2 separate regions of the Zea mays genome follow, and region 2 is linked to region 1. The links are chromatin contacts, called in public Hi-C maps. All regions are on one chromosome and are shown on one strand. The core of a region is the stretch at or near the end of the contact, and the rest is flanking DNA. Distances in the headings are between cores, read along the strand shown.

Evidence for each region. A called contact is a pair of places that touch in the nucleus more often than the background predicts.
Region 2: a Hi-C map of ear shows a contact between it and region 1, with 2.0 times the contacts expected there. The contact joins the promoter of LOC103626500 here to the promoter of LOC100282629 in region 1. A contact is called at or near these places in 2 of 25 Hi-C or Micro-C datasets (ear and endosperm).

Annotation. Positions count from the first base shown.
Region 1 is chr5:67,425,511-67,431,173 of Zm-B73-REFERENCE-NAM-5.0, reverse strand. LOC100282629 (Signal peptide peptidase-like 4) reads left to right here and starts at 2,549. Exons shown (of 14, transcript NM_001155537.2): 1 at 2,549-2,921; 2 at 3,066-3,224; 3 at 3,710-3,821; 4 at 4,007-4,126; 5 at 4,284-4,435; 6 at 4,540-4,722; 7 at 4,964-4,998; 8 at 5,114-5,270; 9 at 5,350-5,403; 10 at 5,508-5,600. The coding sequence starts at 2,793.
Region 2 is chr5:68,006,692-68,012,354 of Zm-B73-REFERENCE-NAM-5.0, reverse strand. It overlaps LOC103626500 (uridine kinase-like protein 3), which reads left to right and starts at 2,183. Exons shown (of 16, transcript NM_001351769.1): 1 at 2,183-2,349; 2 at 2,460-2,627; 3 at 2,788-2,879; 4 at 3,048-3,117; 5 at 3,213-3,328; 6 at 3,695-3,791; 7 at 4,326-4,405; 8 at 4,588-4,782. The coding sequence starts at 2,468. It overlaps LOC606412 (protein disulfide isomerase 4), which reads left to right. Exons shown (of 11, transcript NM_001112287.2): 10 at 379-435; 11 at 539-822. The coding sequence ends at 676.

The sequences.
Region 1 (5,663 bases), core at 1,300-3,799:
ACACCAAAGCCAAAAAAAGTATGCTTCTTCCCTTTCTCCTTAGGTGCATAATTACTATATTCTTTTGCAATACAATTACCTGGCATGTTTGTTGTCTTTCAGTTCAGTTTAGTGTCTTTCAATACAGTTTGATGAGGCTGATAACTGAAAAAATAAACGTCTTTCAGTTCAGTTTGTATTGTGATGTCCACTTAAAACCTTCAAACATTTCCCTATATGACAGTCAATTAATTTCACTGTATGGTCGCCACTAACAAAATAAATGTCTTTCAGTTCAGTTTGTATAAAATGATCTTGTGGATGCAAGTGTTTTTCCATCTGAACTGAAAGCAATGGCAATAGTTGACCTAGGAGGTGGCAAAAGAGAGAAAACATGGCAAGCCAGCGATGCAGGGACTGTGATTCTGCCGTGCACACAGTAAGGTTTAAACAAATCATCAAAAAAAAAAGATGTGAATAGACTCACATGAGAGGGTATTGCACTTCTGTTAGTTGATGTGCATTGTGTTTTTGTGTAGGAATATTGGAGATGTGCCTTCAACACTCTACTCTCGATTGTCTCCAGATCAACAACTCACTGCAGAAACAAGATCCACCTCTTGATATCTGAAAGAAACGGTTCGAACACATATGACATGAACAATGATTCGACGATCCGCAAAGAGCAGATGCAGATAAATCTACAAATGGAGGGTGGACGAACGCACATATGACAGAGGAGGACACCAGCGCGGTTGAGGTGATTGGCGCGACTTGGACACCAGCGCCGGCAAGGGGACCCTAGCCACCGACGCGGCGGGGTGCCAGGAGCGCTCCTGCACCACGACTGCACAGATCTGAGAAGGGAGTACTACGACTGGCTTCATTCGCGAATCGAGTCGTCGTCCTGGTCGAGGCGTTCCCAGGAAGTCAGCGGCGAGATCCGCCATGAGCATGTGCACCTTGGTGCGGCTCAGGTTCGTTGTGCCCACTGGCCCCAACTCCTGCAACGTGTACCCAGCGTAGCTCCACGACACCACCTTGAAGATCCTGCTGCTAGTAGTGGTAGCGACGGTGGTGCTAGCGGTGGCAGTGGTTTGGGCAGAGGATTTCTAGAGCTGCTTAAGGCGACGAGGTAGGGAAGCAGCGAGGGACGCGGGCAGGGCGAGCACTCGGTGGGATCTAATTTGCAGGGAGGATCCGAGGGGAGGGGGATCGGTGGAGTGAGCGGGGGAACAGTGGTTTGTGCGTGCGCGGAGGGGGCCGAGCGAGGGCGATGGCGGCATAGACGTCCCGCAGCAGACACAAGCATGGCGGTCTAGAGCCTCGGTGGGGGAGATGGGGCGGGAGGGCACGCCCTAGCTTGTCCCCGACCACATCCTGGCATGGGTTGCAGATCCACCGCGTGCCGACGTTTGAGAGGGAGATAGGACTCCACAACGGCACGGTGATGGCGATGGTGTTTAAGAAGGAGAAGGGAGATATGACTCCTGCCCGCGATAGGGGGCGGCAGCAGTGGATCCGCGGGGTAGGGGGTGCGTGATTAGGGGAAGGGGAAGACGGATCGGTGGGACGGGAGGAAGGCAGAACCATGCACCGTGGATGCCTACACTCTATTCTTAAGAAGTAGTAGAGATTTTGATTTGTGATTTATATATTGTAGTTTTGTTTATTTTGGTATGTCAATTATGATAATTTGTACACTTAGCTACATATTTTTAATTATATTTTAAATTTAGTTAATTTTAAAATTATTTAATTTCTTAGGTATAAAATGTATCGTTCTAGGACCGACGGAGTAGTCGGTAAAAACAAGAGTCGAGAAAGACTGAGATGGGAGTGAACAAGAGGAATTTGATATTTCGCCACTTTACTTTAGCATCCATTTACATTGTGTTACTGACACCACAGTCATGACATAGTAAAAATTTGCCACCACTTCTAAGGTTATGTTTGGGGCAGTTCTAACTCCAGTAAATTTGGTGGAGTTGGTGAAACAGATTATTAGGTGCTCCAGAAAATAATGAAACTGGAGCTCTAAGCTTTTAGAAGACATTTAGACAAGTCATTTTATTTGTTATTTAAATTAAAAATATTTTTAAAATTAATTAAATTAATATTATAAACTATCTGGAGGCATTCAAACACCACCCTTAGTGCTCGTTCGCTTTGAGCTGATTGGACAGTTCGTAGCTGTATTCCAGGCGGAATGAACGAGTCTGGTTTGGAATCCGGTTCCACCTGCTAGAACTATTCGTTTTGATATTGGCCGAAAAGAAAACCGCTTGAATTCGAGCTAACCCTTTAATCTTTGGCCTGGAACAAACTCAGACAATCCACCTTTCGGATTGATTCCCAGCCAAGAAACAGACTAGTGACCATGATTAAGTGGCTGGATTGGTTACTGATCCGGTTTTGATTCACATCTGCCGAACGAGGCCTTAAGGTTTTATTTGGGTACTTTATTATTGATCAAAATTCATATGTATTATCGTGTTGAGGTGGATTAAAGTATAAATTAGTTTAAATTACATCCTATCTAAGTCAACATATGTGGACTGGGGTCAATAGTACCCAAACTCGTGACAAGCAGTTAATTTTTCGAGTGAACAAAGAGACGGGGGCACAGTAGTAGACCGCGGAATCCGATCTAACCCTAAACCCGAATCCCAAACGGAGGAGGGCACTCGGCGAGGCAGGTGGCGATTCTGCGATTCTCCTGTCACCTTCCGTCGTCTCCATCCCCTTCCATTTCCGGCGAGGGTCAAAGCAGGCCTCTTGCTCTTGGGGGTGGTTTGAGAGAGGGAGAGAACATGGCCGCGGCGGCGGTGTTGGTGGTGCTCACGGTGTCAGCGCTGGCGGGGGCAGCGGCCGGCGGTGATATCGTCCACCACGATGACGAGGCACCCAAGATCCCTGGATGCTCCAACGATTTTATCCTGGTAAGATCACAAAGTCTTAGCCTTTTCCCTAACCCTTAATTAAGCAGCTGCCCCCCCCCCCCCCCCCCCCCCCCCCAACACACACACAAATGTTTCTGTTTAGTACTGAAATCGATTCTCCATTTCTTTGTACTATTTGTCAAGGTAAAAGTGCAAAGCTGGGTCAATGGCAAAGAGGGTGGCGAGTTTGTTGGCGTCGGTGCTCGGTTTGGTCCAAAAATCGTCTCCAAGGAGAAGCACGCAAACCGAACTAAACTCACGCTGGCAGACCCTATGGACTGCTGCTCTCCTCCGAAACATAAGGTGGGTATTATCCAACTAGTGATGAAAGTGGGTAACCGAATTGTTAGGATAAATTTAATATTTTAAAATAGATATGTATGAAATTCGATATTGACCTTTTCCTATGTTATCAATCACATTACTACAAGAATAAAATTTTGCATAAAATTGTTTTATGCATTATTTACTCCCTACAACAACAAAAAAGTGTAAAAGTATATGTATCCGTATCCGAATTTTATATCTATCGTTTGAGAAGATATATAATAAATTTGAGATTTACCTTTTATGAATGTTTACAAGCTCAATGCTAAAAACAAGAATACAAATTTGTATAGCATATTATATATTCTATTTATTCACAATCAAAGAAAAAAGATCAAAACAATTGATATCCGAATAAGAATCTGTTTTCATCCCTATAATCTAACCGCAACTTAAGTTATTGCAGCCTATCTTCTAACCCCTAGTGGCTCTGTCCTCTAATTGTTTCATTCTCGTTCTAGGTTCCTGGAGATGTTCTTTTAGTTCAAAGGGGAAAGTGCAAATTCACAAAGAAAGCAAAGTTTGCTGAAGCTGCTGGTGCTTCTGCTATAGTAATCATAAACCATGTCCACGGTGCGTTTTGAGCGCTGTCTTGTTTCCCTATCTATAACTTGTGGCATTGCTTCTTGTAAAAATGTTATGTATTATCCTAGCCATGTTCCTCCAACAACACCTTGCATTACGTTTTTAGGATATTAAAATGATCAACTTGTATCAGTATTTGGTTTCACTAATTCTATCATGCATTTACTCTACAGAATTGTACAAGATGGTCTGCGAAAAGAATGAAACCGACCTTGACATAAATATACCTGCAGTTCTCCTACCAAAAGATGCAGGTTCTGCTTTACATACACTTCTTACAAATGGTAACACAGGTAAAATGTTAACTTACCGTTGTCACCAGCATTTTAATTTCCATTTGAAACATAAAGGTGTTAACACTTAACTGACCCTTCACCTTTATGTGGACTTGTCCTTTGTTCTATCTGAAATAGCTTACCATGTACTGACTTATCCTTGTCTCTTCCTTAGTTTCTGTGCAGCTTTACTCTCCAGATCGACCTGTAGTTGACACTGCAGAGGTGTTTCTATGGCTTATGGCTGTTGGCACAGTACTTGGTGCTTCCTACTGGTCAGCATGGAGTGCTAGAGAAGCAGTTATTGAACAAGAGAAGCTCCTCAAGGTTCTGATCTCTATGCCATGACACTTGCACTTATTGGTCGGTCCTCAAGCTCCAATATGGCTTCAACTAAAAATAATGTACTGACAAATGCACTTATTGTTAAGGATGGCCATGAAGACCTACTGAATGTTGAGGCCAGAGGTTCTAGTGGCATGGTAGATATCAATGTGGCATCAGCGATAATGTTTGTGGTGGTTGCGTCATGCTTCTTAATAATGCTTTACAAACTGATGTCTTACTGGTTTGTGGAGCTACTGGTGGTAATCTTCTGCATTGGCGGTGTAGAGGTGCATTTCTAACTATCAGTTTACTTTTAGAAACGTAATTCGAAATACATGTTATCATATTAGGTTCTCTTACTCTCTATTCCATGGTACAAGTACCTTGAAATGGCATAACGGGATGGTCTGCAGCTGGTCCACTGAACAAAACTGCATTGCTAATTGATTGCTAAGGGAACTGTTCTTGGAGTTAATCTTTTACTACTTTTCCTTTCTTGAGATGAAGCCTTTGTTTTTGTTTATGCAGGGTCTACAAACATGCTTGGTGGCTCTGTTATCAAGGTACAGTGGTGGTTTGTCTTGGGGATATGTTTAAGTGAACCATTCTGTTCAAGACCTGCTTAATTTGTTTCACTAAACAAATACTAATTCTGACTAAACTGTGGAACCTTTTCAGATGGTTTAAACCTGCTGCAGAATCTTTTGTGAAAGTACCGTTCCTTGGAGCCGTTTCGCATCTTACTCTGGCAGTTTGCCCATTTTGCGTTGCATTTGCTGTTGTGTGGGCTGTTTTTCGCCAGCTCCCCTTTGCTTGGATTGGGCAAGACATTCTGGTGAGTGTGACCATCTGTAGTATTCGATGCCTCCCATTTTAGCTGTGGCATCAACTGATTCGAGACTTTGCACGTTCAGGGTATTGCATTGATAGTTACAGTCATCCAAATTGTGAGAGTACCTAACCTCAAGGTACTCAAACCACTCTTGACTTTTTTTTGTCTTTCGGCTTTCTCTTGCTATGGCCTTTGTTGATAATATTTAGTTGAGGTACGAGTTTTGTTTGTCATGATCAGGTGGGTTCGGTTCTTCTCGGCTGTGCCTTCCTGTATGATATCTTCTGGGTGTTTATCTCCAAGAGATGGTTTCATGAGAGCGTGATGATTGTGGTAAGCGTGTGAAAGGGGATTCTGCTATTTGGTGGTATCCTGAATTTTGCTGGTTATAGCATG
Region 2 (5,663 bases), core at 934-3,433, 580 kb before region 1:
TCTGTTGGATTGGTGGGTCGGAACGATTCCTGACCGGATTGCTTCTCTAATTTATATAAACTTTGATTAGCTGGAACGATTCCGGGTGCAATCCGACGGAAACGAACAAGGCCTAATTAAAGTTTATATAAATTAGAGAAGCAATCCGGTTAGAAATCATTCCGACCCACCAATCCGGCACAAACGAACAAGCCCTGAGTGAGTTTAAATACTAAAAAAGTCAAAAATTTTCATAGTTTTTTCCAATCCATATGGGATATGAATAACCGAACGTGGCTCTTACTGTAGACAATTTGGTAGTCTCCTTGGGTTTTCTTCTTGAATTTCAATTTTACTAGCATATTTGCATGACACGATACCTGGGTTCCTGTGTTACAGTCTGACGGATACCCAACAATTCTCTTCTATCCAGCTGGGAAGAAAAGCTTTGAGCCTGTAAGTGCTTATCATTTTACCTGTTGATGTGTGGTATCCTGTAATCACATTATTCTCAGCAGTGCTATCTTTATGAACATTGACTGATTCGATGTGTTGGTAGGTCACGTTTGAGGGGGAGCGGACAGTGGTAGATATGTACAGGTTCATCAAGAAACATGCTAGCATCCCTTTCAAGTTGAAGCGCCAGGAGTCAAGAAGGGAGAGCATCCAGACGGATGGTGTCAAGGACGAACTGTAGGGCAGGTCATGCATTGATAGATAGCTGAGTTTTGAATTTTGGTTTTATAAAATTAGGTCCGCCACCGAATTTCGCGTTTTCAGCTTAAACATCACCTAAATCTGTTTCTTTATATTATACTATATTAAAGCACCAGTTTCAACCGTAGTCCAGCGTCAATATTTTTCAAAAGACCTCCTACATTTTTTTAGAATCAACTCTCACTCCTATAATTTCTTTTCTACTACTATAATAGGAGAGTTATGTAAAAAATAAGTTAAAATTATGTATAAATGAGTGTTTGAATCTTGGTTGATGACTTCACATTCACATCAACCTAATAAATAGAAAACATATATTTTGTATTTTATTAAAATAAAATTTATTATATGTTATATATATATATATATATATAAACCGTAACAATATACAGACATATAACTAGTATAGACTTAAACATAGAGTGCATATGACTAGTAGAGACTTAAACATAGAGTATATGCTCATACAATTCCATTTACGGGGTGTTTGGATCCCTTCATTTTAGAGAAATTGGAATTCCCTCAATAAAGTAACTTATTTAGTTTGGAATTTGACATTCCACCAATTTCCAAAGTTCATATATAAGCATATCACAAATTCATGGGGTGGAGGGTGGAAAATGATTTTATGCATTAGTAGAATTTGTTTCTACTCTGTAACTTACATGACACTTTTCTTTTCACTCCTCTATAATAAAAATGTAACACATAAATATCCCTAACATCTTGCTAATAATAGTATACAAATATATTTTGCATAACATCGAATTAGCTTAATTGATATATGCCTAAATTATTATTATTAGAATGAAATTCAATTCCAGTGATCCAAACGGGGCGTAACGGGGCGTTATATAATTTTAAATATGGGGAGCAGGGAGACGTGAACGTAAAAAAAATGCTTTACACAGTAGATAGAAGAAGAGATAGAGATTTTCTCCTAAAACTTTTAGATCTACATAAAATATTAGCATGGTTTGTAATCCAGGTCCAAATTATATTTCATTTAGGATATGACTAATAATTTTTTTTGTTAAAATACAAATAAATTTTTAATATATTTAATATACAATTTATAATAATACTTTTTAAGACAAATCACTATTAGGTTTTTAACTAAATAATAAAGCAGTATTTATAGTTAAAAACTTTATAAGTTTAACTTAAACTTTATCAAATCGACCTATAATTTAGACCTGAAGGAAATATTAAGTAGAAGAATATAGAACGTAAACAGTAGAAAATATAAGTCTATAGCTGTAAGCATACTAATTTATTAGTTTAATACGAGATTTCGGATTTCTCTTCTGGCCGTCATCGAAACTATCAAAAAATTTATGTGAAATTTAGCCAAAAATTTCTGTGAAATTTAGCCAAAAAATTGAACCTAATAATTTAGCCGAAATTTTGAACCTATCGAACACAACATATATCTTTCTTTCTTTTTGTGTTTTATTAAAACAAAAGTTTATACAAGCCACAATGCACATACATGTATTCTTGTAGGCTCCCTCTCATCTCTGCACACCTCCCGCCGCGCCGACCACGCGCCTTTCCCCTTTTCCTCTCCCCCAGATCCACCCGCCGCGCCACCCCTCTCGGCTCCTCCCAGGCGGCGTCGGCCCTTTCCTCGCCCTCCTCCGTTTCTCTCCGGTAAAAAAAGAAACATCCTTGCTTGCCTGATTTGCGATACCTCTAAAGCCAAATCTTTGTTGGCATACAATTTATTTCGGATTTGTTTGACGCTCACACTCCCCTGCTAGGCGTATATATGGGTTCGAAATCGGTAGATGAGGTGCTCGATGCCGCCGCCGGAGTCCATTGCTCTGCTCTCCGTCTGGACGGTCCCAACGTCCAGTTTTCCGCCTCCTCCGAGGAAGAACCAACGACGTCTGGCCTGGAGAATGGCCATCAGGAGCCCTTTGTTATTGGTCCGTATATATACTTGATTGGTTGATGCCATGGACTCTCTCCCTATCTTTCTGCGCCTAGCCTAATGACAATTCAGTAGGATGTATGCCAATTGATGAGTATAGCGTAGATCGATGTTGGCCCTGAATGCAGCATGCCCTAATGTGGTATTGGGTACAGGCGTTGCTGGGGGTGCATCGTCAGGCAAAAGTACCGTGTGCAAGATGATCATTGATCAGCTCCGTGACCAGCGCGTTGTGGCTGTTACACAGGTTTGTGCATTACTGCTTGGCCTCATCTTGTGGCATATGTGCAAAGTAGCATGGTACTGCATTGGTAGGCACCAAACTATGCCCTCTTCATGCTAGATTATCACATTGCCATGTCACACTGTTTCCAGTCTCTTATAACTACAAGCAATGAGGTTACAATATTTGCAGGAGTCCTTTTATTATGGATTGACGGATGAAGAATTAGTCCATGTTCATGATTATAATTTTGATCATCCAGGTCGAATTCATCCTTACACAAGAATTATATTTACTATCCTAGTCCCAAGAGTTCTGCACTGAATGTGCTGCTGTATCTATCTTTTCCTATTTCAGATGCATTTCATACAGAGCTACTTCTCTCTTGTATGCAAAACTTGAAACATGGCAAAGCTGTCGACATCCCTAATTACAACTTCAAGACATACAAGAGTGTACCAAATGCAAGGAAGGTAATATTTTAAGTTTAGTGCAATTCTTAATAATCAACCTGACTGGTAAACTGATCGGCCTTTATGAGCCTCTGAATACAACATTACATTTTCAAAAAGAATATCTGCACATTGTCCTGAATAAGTTATATTGTTTTGTATGGTCCCAATAATAACCTGCTCCAGATTTTTTTTGTGAAAAACTACAATTTATGGTAAGTACCTGATACACTATTTGCTATTTGTACAACCGCTTATTTCTTCACATCGATTTCGTATTGTACATTTAACAGAAAACATTTGCTTTCTGCTGGTTTGTTTACGTTATTTATTCATCAATGCAATACTTGATTTATACAAGCAACCCTAATTTAAAACTGTCGCCAGGTTAATCCTTCAGATGTTATTATTTTGGAAGGAATTCTAGTTTTTCATGATTCACGCCTCAGGGATTTGATGAACATGAAGATCTTCGTTGATACAGGTACAAATATTTGCTTATAAGTTGATGATGTTTTCTTCTGTCTCCCTTGCCTGTTGATATTCCAGAAGTTCCCAATGCACAAGCATTGATTCCTGACTATTTTCTGAACTAGAAATGCATCATTGTTAATAATTTTCTGCCCTTTATCCAAAAACTTGAGACTATGAATCATTTCATTTATAAGTCCACTTGTATGAATACTTATATTTTGAGTCATTCATGTTAACGTGGTGTACTATAATCTTACTGAGCTGATAGAGATTTTTTTCTTTTGTCCTGAATTCTCAGAATTTTTTTAATGCACAAACCGCACATGTTGTGTTAGATCAGGTTACTTGTTTATTGAAGATATCATCAAAGTTAACTTAAATTATGAATCCAGAAATACTGATTTTTTATCATAGTTTTTTGCTTCCTTACCATATGTTGAACATAGTACTTTGTCAGAGTAGCCTATAGGCTTTCAAAACCCACTAATTGGTTTCATGGCCATGAGGTATTTTTTGTTATAACACTCACTTATTGATTTCTCAGATGCCGACGTACGGTTAACAAGGAGGATCCGTCGTGATACCATTGACAAGGGTAGAGATATCAAAGCTGTGTTAGATCAGGTTACAAAGCTTCCTCTATTGCAATTTTTGTTGTGCATCAAATCTAACAACATTTAGCGGGTCTTGATTCTATAGCATTTTCATCTAATATAATATTCTTGTCTTGTTGCATAGTGTACATTAAGCTATCTGTTGTCTACTCATTCTTATCATTTTTTGGCTAATAAAACACTTTTCCACAGTACTCAAAATTTGTTAAGCCTGCTTTTGAAGACTTCATCCTCCCAACGAAGAAGTATGCTGATATTATCATCCCACGAGGTGGAGACAATGATGTGGCAATTGATCTAATTGTTCAACATATTCGGACTAAACTTGGACAGCATGATCTTTGCAAAATACACCCCAATTTGTATGTAATTCAGACTACTTATCAGGTACCTAATGTAAAACATTCATTTTTATTTTTCTGAAAATTTGTTTGCTGTTTGATTGTAAACGGAGAACTGTAGAGGCATTGATGCATAGAGGCATCATAATATTGGACAATAATATGGAGGTAGAGGGAGGCCAAATTTGACTTGAGGACTTGAAGGGATGTGGTATCCCAAAAGAGTTGTGTTTGGATAGGTGTGCTTGGAAAGAAGCTATCCACATACCGTGATTAGACCTTTTTCTCTTTTAGTTCTCTCAGATCCTTTTTCCTCCCCTTTCTCTTTCTCTTTTTGGTGACTCTTGTTGGGTTTCAACTCTAGCCTACCCCAACGTGTTTGGGACTAAATGACTATGTTTTTGTTGTTGTTCGTTGCTTGCTGTTTGATGTCCCTGTAGTTTGTATGTACTCTCTGTAGAGAAACAGAGTTGAGGGCAATTGGCCACACCTCAATGAGAGGGGGCACCTTCTATTATATAGAGCTGGCTGGCCTGCTTTACAAGGCAGGGATAATTCCCCTGATTTATCCCTGATTTACATCTGCTATATCTAGCAACTAATCCCTGATTTACATCTGCTATCTATAGCAGCTAGGATTCTATCCCTGATTTACATCTGCTATCTATAGCAGCTAGGATATCCACAGATGGCATATTCTATTGCCTAACACCCGCCCGCAGTCGCAGCGGGAGGCTCCCGGACGCAAAGACTGGATCGAAATTCTCGAAAGAGTGCTGTCGGAAGCCCTTTAGTCATGATGTCGGCGAACTGGTGAGAGGAGGGCACATGGAGAACCCGAATTTCACCAAGGGCCACCTTTTCGCGGATGAAGTGAATGTCGATCTCGATGTGCTTCGTTCGCTTGTGGTGGATGGGGTTGGCCGT